2 separate regions of the Ovis aries genome follow, and region 2 is linked to region 1. Evidence: chromatin contacts called from public Hi-C data. All regions are on one chromosome and are shown on one strand. Each heading gives the region's core, a stretch centred on a gene start, on an enhancer-like site or on the middle of the called end of the contact. The rest is flanking DNA. Distances are from core to core; before and after follow the strand shown.

What was found. Hi-C and Micro-C count contacts between places; a contact is called where the count stands out from the background.
Region 2: a Hi-C map of tail adipose tissue shows a contact between it and region 1, with 4 times the contacts expected there. The contact joins the enhancer-like site here to the promoter of LOC101121539 in region 1. A contact is called at or near these places in 3 of 16 Hi-C or Micro-C datasets (hypothalamus, omental adipose tissue and tail adipose tissue).

Annotation. Positions count from the first base shown.
Region 1 is chr14:49,484,346-49,490,479 of ARS-UI_Ramb_v3.0, forward strand. It overlaps LOC101121539 (cytochrome P450 2F3), which reads right to left and starts at 1,603. Exons shown (of 10, transcript XM_027978287.2): 1 at 1,526-1,603; 2 at 1-149. The coding sequence starts at 116.
Region 2 is chr14:49,588,024-49,594,310 of ARS-UI_Ramb_v3.0, forward strand. LOC121816520 reads left to right here and starts at 6,203. Exons shown (of 1, transcript XM_060398108.1): 1 at 6,203-6,287. Within about 2 kb of position 1,663, at least 5 of the 54 cell types and tissues checked have an H3K27ac peak or open chromatin away from gene starts, as enhancers often do. A contact at or near this core is called in tail adipose tissue, where this site is marked.

The DNA.
Region 1 (6,134 bases), core at 353-2,852:
AATGGGAGGGCCCTGGGGCCTGGGGGCAGCCGGCCCTTGCCCTTTGAGCTGGTGGTCAGGAGTAGACAGACGAGAGCCAGGATCAGGAGCAAGATGGCTGTACTTATGCTGTCCATGGTGCAGGCAGTTGCAGGGACCTGGGTTGGGAGCTGGGTGGGGAGAAGGCAGCGCCGGGGAGGGAGTGAGAGCCTTTCACTGCTCATCTCCCTCTGGAACTTGCCTCCCCCAGACCCCAGAAATAGGAGCAGATAGAGAGAAAAAAGGAAGTAGAGAGGGAGACACTGGGAAAAGGTCAGGGGATGGGGGAAGAGATGGAAGGAGAGGGGAAGGGAGGGAGAGAGAGGAAAAAGGGCATGAGGTAGTCAAAATACAGAGAGACAGAAGTCAAGACCGGTGGAGGGGGACAGAAGAGAGATAGAGACAGAGAGACAGAGACTAAGAGAGACAGAGTTACATGCAGAGATAATGAGGAGACAAAAACCAGAGCGAGCTATCTGGATATCTGTGCATGTCTGCCTTCTATGTATCTATTATCTGTCTGTCTATCAGGAGGAAGACACGCCTGAACAACAACGATAATCTATTATCTGTCTGTCTGTTGTCTGTCTTCAGTCTATCTGCCTGCTGCTGCTACTGCTGCTAAGCCGCTTCAGTCGTGTCCGACTCTGTGCGACCCCATAGACGGCAGCCCACCAGGCTCCCCTGTCCCTGGGATTCTCCAGGCAAGAACACTGGAGTGGGTTGCCATTGCCTTCTCCCAACTATCTGCCTACCATCTATCAATTTTCATCTATCATCTTTCACATAGTGATATATAGAGATAGAGACACACGGGGACTGAGACAGACAAATCAAGACAGAGAAATAGCCAGACAGAGAGAAATCACAGAAAGAGAGGCAGACAGAGAGAGACTAGAGAAGAGAGATCAAACTAGAGAAGACACAGAGCTAGAGAAAGAGATGAGAGAGGTGGGGAGACAGAGATACCCCCTGACTGAGAGACATTGAGATGGATACTGACAGATAGGAGGAAGAGGGTGACAAGCGGATGGAGAGAGGAGGCAGAGGGAAGCCCAGAGGCCGGTGGAGAAGAGAGTGACAGAGACAGAGAGACGTGGAGGGAGAGAGACAGACACTCAGATGGACAGACAGACAGACGGGCAGGGGACATTCGACGGAGGCAGGCAGAGACAGAGAGACCAAGACAGACGAGACAGTGGGAGGGAAGAAGCAGAAACAGACCGAAAGGTGTCCTGAACCCAGGAGTCATAGTTCAGAGAGAGAGATGCCACCTGGCCAGGTAAAGTGCGTCACAAAGAGTGCGCAGTGCCAGGCCCTGGCTCGGAACTCTGAAACACTTTGGTAAATTCAAGAACAGGGTCCCAGAGAGAGCCCCTGAGAGGTAGACCCAGAGACCCCTCAGAGGAGCTGACAAGGCAGACCCCAGCCAGTCTCAGGACAGGGAGATGGAGCCAGTGACTGTCTCTCTTGAGAGTCACCCCCTCTTCTGTGACCAGCCCTCTACCTGCTGAGCTGCTCAGGGGGGAGCTGGAGGGACCAGTCCGGCTGGCAGCGGCTGCTCCAGATGTGTGCCCAGGAGCTCGGAACTGAGGGGTGGGAGCTGCCCTTAAATCATCTCCGTCCACCGCTGCTTACCACCCTTTTCCCTAGTTCATCCAGTGACTTTTAATCCCTCCCACTTTCCTGCCTTCCTCCCCGGGCTGGGGCTCACAGCCAGCTGGAATGAGGCCTCGAATGAGTGCCTTGGGAGCCCTGCCTTCTCTTCCCCTAGGCTGACCTTACCTCTTCTCACTGTGGCCAGTGCTGGCCACCTGTCCTGGATTGGGGGTGAAGTCTTCTCTTTTTTTTTTTGTTGTTGCCACTGGGGATCCTGGATCTAGTTCTGGGTCTGGTTTAGAGTTGTAGGGCTTTGGCCAAATGAAGGGGTAGGGATGAGGTCGGGGTCTCTGTCCTGAAAAGGTGAAGGATTCTCATTCTCTGGGGCCCCAGTCACAGCCTTCTCTGTCTCTTGCAGTTTGTCTCTGAAATTCTGTACATGTCTCTGCTTTGGCCTCTGCATCTTCTTGTCTCTTTTTTATGTCTCTGTTGTTCCCCGTCTCTCTTCCTCTGTGTGTCTGTCTTTCACCATCTCTTCTGCCCCCTGATTTTCTTTGTGGCCTTTCTCTTTTCTCCCTGCTTCTCTCTCTCCACAGTCTTTCTCAGTCGCTCTGTCCTCCTGACTGAGTGTCTGTCTGTCTGTCACACCTCCAAGAGGTGGAGTGCAGTGGACAGGACTGAAGCCAGACTGAGGATCAAGGAAGATTTGGAAGAAGGGCAGGGCAGTCAGGAACCTCACTAGATAGGACCTCAGATGCAAAAGATAGCCCTGCTACTGCCCACCTCCACTTCTGCCTCTCTCCTAAGCCCCCCCCCCACCTGCTCTGATTCTACCCTTGTCTCTTTACACCCAGAAACTGACCACACTCAACTCCTAGCTAGGTCAGAAGGGCAGGTTGCAAAAACCTGAAGAGGGGCTAGGACTCTAGTTCCTTGGAGGGTAAGATGTGGGAGAGAGCCCCAGAGGTCAAGAGTCTGCAAGGCCAAATGGAGGTTTTGTTCCGCCCCCCGCCTCCCCCGGCAACCAGGTCCGTTGGTAGACACCATGGTGGTTGTTTTTCCCATGGAGGGTGGGGGAGGAAGTGCTTGGAGGCCCTGGGGAATTTGACACCCCAGATCTCAGGCCCCTATTGGGATGGAGGTGGGGCTTGTGCTACTGTTTCAGTCCCAGAAAGGCTGGTTAGGGCAGGTCCTGGAAGAGGGGTGAAGGCTTGATTATGGGATCACAGATCTCTAGTTTCCCTTGGCATGAACCCCTACTTCTTGGGGAGAGGAGTAGTACTTGACCTATGGAAGCCCCACAAGTGACTTTTCTCTGACCCCAGAACTGGTTTGAGAGGGGCCTCTTGGGACTTGCCTTAGTGGGGAACTTGGGACTCCTGAGAAGGGGAGTTTTAAGGGGCTTTGAGTTCTTCTTATGGTCTGACTTGCTGCCCTGCTGCAGAGGGGATGTAGGGTAGGGAGGGATGCATTGTGAGTTTCCTTAGCCTCAGCACTATTGACATTTGGGCTAGTAATTCTCTTGGGGTGGAAGCTGTCCTGTGAGTGGCAGGATGTTTAGCAGTACCTCTGGTTTCTACCTCCTAGATGTCAATAGTAACCCCTCTCCCAGGTGTAAAAATAAAAAAAATGACCCCGGATATTATTTAATGTCCACTTGGGGGCAAAGTCCAACCCAGTTGGGAAGTGAAGGTGTAATGGGAGAAACTGAAAGACACCCAAGGGCAGCTGAACTTTCCTGATCTCCAACTGGCCTCTCCTTGACTTCCAACAATTACATTAAAATTTTTTTTAATTAATTAATTTTATTTTTGGCTGCTCTGGGTCTTTGTTTCTGCACCTGGGTTTTCTCTAGTTGTGGCAAGCAGGGGTTACTCTCTTCGGGTTCAATCCCTGCGGTTGGGAAGAATCCCTGGAGAAGGAAATGGCAACCCACTCCAGTATTCTTGCCTGGAGAATCCCATGGACAGAGGAGCCTGGTGGGCTACAGTCCATGGGGTCGCAAATAGCTGGACATGACTGAAGCAACTTGGCATAGCATGGGTACTCTCTAGCTGTGGTTCTCAGGCTTTTCACTGTCATGGTTTCTCTTGTTTTGGAGAGTAGGCATGGCCAGGGCTCAGTAGTTGTGGTGAATGGGGCTTAGTTACTCTGTGTCATATGGAATCTTCCCAGAGCAGGGATTGAACTCTTATCCCCAGCATTGGCAGGCAGATTCTTAACCACTGAACCACTGGGGAAGTCCCAACACTTACAGTATTCTCTGCCCTCTCCAACCTCCAGACCCTTTCCTCCCTCTGTTGATGGTCTCATTTCTTATCCCATAGAAAAAGCAGCATGCTCACCCGCCTACCAGAATCTGAGCCACATATGTAGCCTTGCTTTCCTGACAGAGAAAGGGCAACATTTCCTTCTTCTTCTTTTTTATTTTGTGGGATCTTAGTTCCCTGACCAGTGATAGAACCCGTGGTCCCTGCAGTGAAAGCGCAGATTCCTAACCACTGGACCACCGGAATTCCCAAGTGCAGCTTTTCCTGAAGGTGACAGGGCATCCCACCCCTGTCACTAGCTGGATGGCTTTCTTTCTCTTTATTGCATTGTGTTTTGTGTGGATGTGGGCAGATGGATTTTTTCCTAGTTTACAATTGTTTGAGGTAAAATTTACATGTAGTGAAATACACAAATTGGGACTAATAGATACAAACTACTACATATAAAATAGATAGATAATAAGGTCCTATTGTACAGCATAGGGAACTGTGTTCAATACCTTGTAATAACCTATAATGGGAAATAATACGAAAAGAATATATATATATATATACATATTTATATAGGGGCTTCCCTGGTGGCTCAGTGGTAAAGAATCCACCTGCCAATGCAGGAGACACAAGTTTGATCCCTGGTCTGGAAAGATCCCACATGCCTTGGAGCTACTAAGTCTCTGCACCACAAATATTGAGACTGTGCTCTAGAGCCCAGGACCCACAACTATTGGGCCCATGCACCACCACTACTGAGCCCGTGAGCCTAGAGTCTGCTCCTCAACAGGAGAAACCACACATCACAACGAAGGGTAGCCCTGTTCACCAGAAGTAGAGACAAGCCCTCAGAGCATGAAGACCCAGCACAGCAAATAAACAAATAAATGAAAGTGTTTAAAGAAAGAATTGAAGATTGAAGGCAAAAGAAGAAGGGGGCAGCAGAGGATGAAATGGTTAGATAGCATCACTGACTCAATGGACATGAATTTGAGCAAACTGCGGGAGATAGTGGACGGGGAAGCCTGGTGGGCTGCCTTCCATGAGGTTGCAAAGAGTAGGACATGACTCAGCAGCTGAACAACAACAACAACATTTTACAAAAGAATACATGCCTATATATACATATCTGAATCACTTTGCTATACGCCAGAAACTAACACAGGGACTTCCCTGGTGGTCAGTGGTGAAGAATCCGCCTTCCAGTGCAGGGGATATGGGTTCAATCCCTGATTAGGGAACTAAGATCCCACATGCTGTGGAGCAGCTCAGCTGGAGTGCTGCAACTGCTGAGCCTGCAAGCTCTGGAGCCTGTACCCCACAACTAGAGAAGACCCTGCACGCTGTACCTAGGAAAAGCCTGGGTGCTTATTGAAGACCCAGTGCAGCCAAAATTAAAACAAAACTAATACAGCATTGTAAATCAACTATAGTTCAATTAAAAAAAAATACAGATCTTGCATGAACATTTACTAAGTTTTGGCTGCATATGCTGGTGCAGGGGTTCCCTGGTGGCTCATCTGTAAAGAGTCAATTTTTTTAAAAAAGGAAATATTTTAAATCAACAGTACAATTTGATTCTGAAAGATTCTGTATGGGAAAAATTAGGGTCTTCCACTCTATTTTATTTCCAAAGAATTAATTTACTTATTTTTGGCCGGGCTGGGCCTTCATTGCTACAAGCAGGCTTTCTCGAGTTGCAGCAAGTGGGGGGCTGCTGTTCATTACAGTGCGCGGGCTTCTCATCTTGATGGCTTCTCTCGTTGCTGAGCACCGGCTCTACAGCACAGGCTTCATTAGTTGTGGCAAACGGATCTAGCTATCCCTCCGCGTGAAGGTTCTTCCCGTACCAGAGACTGAACCCAGGTCCTCTGCACTGGCAGGTGAATTCTTAACCACTGGACCACCAGTGAAGTCCTCTCGATGGCTTTATGTTACTGAGTTATAGCCTTTTGCTTCCCCTTCAGTGTGACACATAGAGAAAGCATGGATTTTGCAGTCAGTAGATTCAGATTAAAATCCTGATTCTATAACTTGAAAGTTATGTGACATTGAATGAGTTACCGAATGTCTCTGTACCTCGCTTTCTTTAGGAGCGAAATGGAGGTAATGGGCTTTATACTGGGCTTTATATAATGGGCTTTACGTTCCAGCCCATAATGAAGTGCCTGACCCAGGACTCAAGATGTGTTAAACAAATGACTGAAAAGTGTCAGGAATGTTCCTGGTACATGGCCTGCATTTAATGATAAATCT
Region 2 (6,287 bases), core at 413-2,912, 100 kb after region 1:
GGCAGCGTCTGAAAGCTCCTGGAGTTTGTCAAGCTCGCTCTCACCTCAAGGCCATTGTTTCTGCCGCTCCCTCTGCTAGGAACATGTCTCCCCACGGCTCCCCACGGCCGACTCTCAGAAGTCACCTCCCCCAAGAAGCCCTCTCTGACCACCCAGTGTGAAGCAGCCCCTGCCAGTCACTATCGATCCTGTTTCCTCGTTTAATTTGCTTGGTGCCATTTATCACTGGTGGAGGTGCTCTCGTCTATTCCGATGCCGTCTGCTTTAAGTCAGTCTCATCTTCTAGAAGTTAACAATTCCCTGAGGAGAGAGAGAGACTTGGATTTTCGTGTTATTTGCTAGAGCCCTTGCGCCTACATTAACAGGTCACATGTGCTCACTAAACTTCCTTGGGAAGGTAAAGACAGTAAAGAATCTGCCTTCAAGGCAGGAGACCTGGGTTCGATCCCTGTTTCGGAAAGATCCCCTGGAGAAGGGAATGGCAACTCACTCCAGTATTCTTGCCTGGAGAATTCCATGGACAGAGGAGCCTTGCAGGCTATACTTCACGGGGCTGCAAACAGTTGGACATGCCTGAGCGACTAATACATATGCGCTCACTAAACCCCCGTCAATCAGTAATGACACCTCACCCATGTATCATGCTCCCCACAGGCCACTAGACGCCCCATGCTCCATATATTAACTCACTTAAGGGGTTCTGGATGGAGAAAGTGGGACAGAGAGCTTAAGAAACTCGTTCAAATTCACAGTGCTGGATGATGGCAGGGTCATGATCAAACTCACCTCTGTGGCTCAGCCCCTGCTGTTTGCCGCTCTGCCCCGAAGGTCACCTGAGCCTGTGCGTTCCTGTCTCCCCACCCCCAGGCCTGGAGTGGTGGACCAGTCTCAGCACTGTGACAAGATTCCCCAGCCTCTGGGGGTTGTCTCATTTGTACTCACAGGATTGCAACTGATGGAGGTGACTGAGGGATAACACAGAGAGGTCAAAGCCATACTAGAAAAACTGAATGTTGGGCCACATGCCCAGGAACGTGAGGCCCCGCACACAGGGCCACAGGAAAAGGCAGCAGCGCTGGTCGGGAGGCAGAAGGGAATGAGAGGAACGTGCAGCCTGGGTCTTCACTGGGAGAGGCAGGACAGAGTCAGCAGTGTAGGACTGGGCTTTGGGTCACAGGGGCTGTCCTGGTTGTCTGGTGCCTGGCCCTTGGGTGGATTTAGGGCTGGGAAATGATTCTTGACTGTCACTGTTCCCAGGCAGGTGCCGCTCCCACTAAACCATCTCAGTCTTCTAAGTGTCCCCACCCCTTGAGAGGCGACTCAATAAATACTTAAAGACAATTAAAAAGACAACAGGCTAGGAAAGCGTTCCAGAGGAGACGCCGGAACTGGGGCTGGAGAAGAGTTCAAGGATGAAAGCAGTGTCCTCTTCCTTCCCCCTCCTCCCTTTCCGCGCCCTCCTCCCCACTCCCTCCCTCTCTCCATCCCCACCACCTTCACCCATTCCCCCCTTGGCCAGACCTCTGACTGCATAACCTCAGTTCTGGTTCCTGCTGCTGAAACTGTTTCTTTTGGAAATAAAACAAACGCTAACCTTGGCGAGGCCGGCCCTTTCCTCATCCACTCACCCACAGATCTGGCATTGGCAGGAGAGAGCTGATTCTCAGCCGGTAGTGGGGTCACCCGATTGGACAGTTCTAGCCAGTGGTGAATTGATAGCGCGCGAGCTGGTCACCTTTGGGGCTGGTGCACCCCCTGCGGGACAAGGGCTGCAACTGCAGGCCGGCTGGCGGCAGATGAGGGACAGGGGCCTGGGGGGTGCGGGGGTGGGGGGTGAGGGGGTGGGGGGGTGGGGGGTGAGGGGGTGGGGGGGGGGGGGGATGAGAGGGCGGGACTCCAGACACAGCTGTCTGGCCTTTCCACACCTCTACGACTGTCACGGCTGTCACGAGATTTGCACTGAAGTTCAGTCCAGTTCAGTTCAGTCGCTCAGTCGTGTCTCTTTGCGACCGCATGAATCGCAGCACGCCAGGACTGTCTGTCCATCACCAACTCCTGGAGTTTACCCAAATTCATGTCCATCGAGTTGGTGATGCCATCCAACCATCTCATCCTCTGTCATCCCCTTCTCCTCCTGCCTTCAATTTTTCCCAGCATCAGGGTCTTTTCCAATGAGTCAACTCTTCGCATCAGGTAGCCAAAGTATTGCCCTGAAGAGGGGCTACCATCTTAGCTGACCTGTTCTAGAATGTTCTAGAAGACCCATACTCGATCTCAGATTCTTAGGATCAGGTGCACTCTCTCTCGTCTTTGAGCCTCTCACCTTCCCCATCCCTCTCTCCCTCCCTTCCTTTCTTCTCTTTGGGGGTGGGAGGGAAGCTTCAGCAGAGGCTTCAGGTTTGTAAAAGGAAAGCCAAGGACTTTTTTAGGATCAAAAACATTTAAGCCAATGAGGAGGAAATGTGCTGCATGGTATTATGAGATTTACCCCCTAGGTGTGATCCGTTCTTGGTGAATAACATCCTTCACCCTCGTGGGATGGTCGTCAGCCTCTTTCAGAGTCCACCTCAGCTCAACAGAGTCTTTTAACAAAGAGGGCGTGCTCACTTGAGCCTGGTAAGCTGTTGACTTTACGGGGGCAAAAAAATTTTTTTTTGAGAAGAGAAAAGGAAAACTGAGGAAAAAAATGAAGCAATATGTTTAATGAATGAACCTGTACAATTGTACTTGTTTGCGGTTACGTTTTAATTAATTATTTGTTTGACCTTATTGCGTCTGGCCTTATTTGCCCCGTGTGGGATCTCTCATTGTGGCACACAGGGATTAGACTGGAGGAGTGGCTTAGGTGGTCTGCCCGCCCCCTTGGTGGTGTGGAAGGTAGATGTGATCAGCACGACTCCAGAGGTGAGACTAAAATCTGAATCTGCCTCACATGTCTCTTCCTCATCCAGGGAGTGACGGAGGGAGAAGATGTTTAACTTCTCACAGTAGGGATGTCATGAAGGACTGAGCTTGGGGTAGACAGAAGATTCTAGGAGAGTTACCCCAAGTCTCCTTCTAAAAGAAAGCCTGGGAGAAAACCCAGGTGTCCTTGAATGAACTGAATGTTCAAACTACCATACAATTACACACAGTTCACATGCTAGCAAGGTTATCTCTTGAGGTCCTTTAATGGACCGGAACCAGGTGGTCTGGAGTTGACGATAATAAAGTAAAAGAGAGAGAGAGAAAGAGGCTGATATTCCTTGGTTTACACAGAAAACCAATAAAGTCCTTGATACAGGTCTTGTTGCTCATGAAGGCACCTGGTGCCCTCTTGAGGGGGTGAAGGCACAGTGTGCCTTCTCGATAGGGTCATAGAAGCCCAGGCAGGACAGTGAGCACGACAGGTCTCTGTGCTCCAGAGAATTAGCCTGAGAGAGAGAGACAGAGAAAGAGAGAAGGAAAGAAAGAAAGACACAGGGACCCAAGCTCTGATGGAGCAAAGGTGTTTTATTCAACATCGTGTGAGTATATATACTGTCTTACAAGGTAGCTATTTTCAGCAAAGATAAAAATCAAAAGTCCAGACTTACAAATTATCAAGGAAAACATAAGGCGATCCATATCAAAGAGAGAGGGTTGTAAACCATCACTTTTACCATATGGTTCATAAAAAGGAAGAGTGTCGTAAATAGTTACTTATCACCGTATGGAAAAACTAACGAAGGAAATGCATGCATTCCTCAGCCCCGGGAGTAGTTTGCTACTCCCCTTAATTCCTGAATATTCAGGAATTAATAAGGGACAGAAGATTCATGACAGATCCAAAACAGCACACAGGAAGCCTCCTGTAAAATGCTTCCTGACAATTCCCCCTATTTTACTATATTTGTAAAAAAGGTCCTGAACAATTGAGTTTGTTTAGTGTTAACCAACCTTATAGAAAGGAAATGATAGACAACAAATATAGTTACCAAGACTATTACCACAGTTGCAGTTCCAGACCCGATTCTGTGGGTAATACTTTGAAACCATCCTCGTGGGTCTAGCCCAGATAATTGATTGGCTAGTTGTTCAGCTAAAGTTTCCAAATCAGTGGAAGAGGGCAGACGTTTAGAAAAAGTTTCAAAGATTTTCTTTTGCAGTGATTGTACATTCAGAGAGGCATTATCATGTATATTTTGTAAATGGAATTTGATTTGTCCCCAGTTGTAGGCACTATGATTGAAATGAACAGGAGTAACACAAAACTGAGTAGAATTCCAATCACATTTTAGTATCACTTGTTTTTGCAAATCTATTAATTGATCTCCGACCCATTTGATGGCTGTTTTTAGTTCCTGTATTTCCACTTGTATATCCTCATCTACCTGAGCCTGAGTAGCCCACATATTATGAGCATCTTCCAGTCCAATTTTGGATAAAATTATGTGTTTGAATCGAAGTATGTAAAGCAGCGCCGGGGACAGCAGCAGTGGTGCAAATAGCTATTAACCCCAAAATGCCAAGGATCAGCCATCCAATGAATCGTTTAGATCGTTGGAGCAGTTTAGTAAGTAATCTGGAAGCAAGTCCAGTTATGGGACCTTCCTTGTAGGGTCGTTGGAGATTTACTGGTAACCACAAATTACATCGAGATCGAAGACTCAAAAGGGAATAATTTCTTAAAGAGACAGAGGAGTTAAGTATATAGTTTGTAATTAATATAAGTAACAGAACGCAAAGTCTTATTAAATTGTAAATTTGCTATGGCTATAACAAAAGGAAGTGGGACACAGGCCTGTATAAAATGTGACTGATTATAGCGAAAGAAATAGTTACTATGACCACGACTGGTCCCTGTGAAATGTCCGGTCCAAGTTCCAAGTTCTTCGGTGCTTGCAGCAAGTTTCCAAATGTCCCATTGTTCAGGCCCATTCTGTTTATCAAGGACGATCCTAGGACGAGGTGGGGCTAATCCACCATCAAGCCACCCAAGAAGTCCTTTGTCATGCTGCCGGGGGCCAGCGTGAGGAACTCCACCCATGGCAAAGGTCATGAGGAAGGAGGCTTGGCATACGCAAAGGCGTGATCAAGCCTCAGGAAACCCCCTGTTCCCGAGCATCCAACCCCAAAACCAGAGTCTGTTTCATGCTCTCACCTACACCTCTGACTTTACGGGGGACTCTCCCCCATAACCATTTCTCTCGGAGAAGGAGTTAACTTGCAGCTCCAGTTAATAAAAATTCCTGGGCGTGACAAGAGTGTTTCAACTTAGAAATTCCTCTGGAGGTCCTCTAGCCTCCCTGATCAGGTTCGTCAGGCCACATGTGATTGTTTACAGCCTCCTAACCTTGAGAGACACGAGATGCTTTAAAACTTTCTAAATACAGACTCTTTTGAGAAGTTAGAAAATTATTAGTATAGTATAGTGGGTTGATTAGAAATTATATTGGTGAAGGGTTTTTTCATTTGTCCTGCCAATAATTACTGCTAATTCCCTGCCCTGGGTGTGACAAGGGTGTCTCAGGTCAAACCTCTATGCTGACAGACTAGCTTGTGTGACAACCTCTCAACCATAAACAGCACAGAGAGTTTGGAGTATTAGCATAGGGCTTTTCTCATTGTTGAGTCAGTGATTGCTGCCAGGCCTCCATATCCTTAGGCACCTGGGAATATATTAATCAATGTATTTGGAATATAGAAAAGGAAATATAGTAGTTTTTGATGTTGGCAATACTAGACTTCTTGAGTTAATGAATTTTCTCTTTTGTTATAGATCACTGTACTTTGTTATAAATCACTGTGTCCTTGCTATGTAGAAATGTAACTTTATCACTATCTTAAGACTAAATAGATCTTAAGGGGAACTTTGGTCAAGGGTTTACATTTGTTGAGCCAATATTTGCTGCTAAATCCCCATATTCCTTGCCCTTATAATGAATATAACTAGCATATAGGAAAAATAAGTATTAACCTTTAAGATTAATCATGTTAAACCTTAGGCTAAGTAATTCCTTTCCTAGTTGTAACTCACTACACCCTCACCCTATAGGCATGCAACTTTATTTGGAGGGTGGTGCCTGATTTAAGAAAAAATCACCCCTGGAAAAATAAGTTTTCTGGTTAAATGACCGGTATCAGAAAGGGCCGTAAAATGTCAGCAGGTCTCATGGCCAGAAGATGATGTCAAACCCATAAGACCTTTGTATAATTTTATATGAAGCACCTGATTGGGACTGTTAGGTTATCGGAAGACTTAGTGAGGTGTGTAACTACATCAGGGACCTGGGACAGTAGCTCCTGCGCTAAACATTCCATAACCA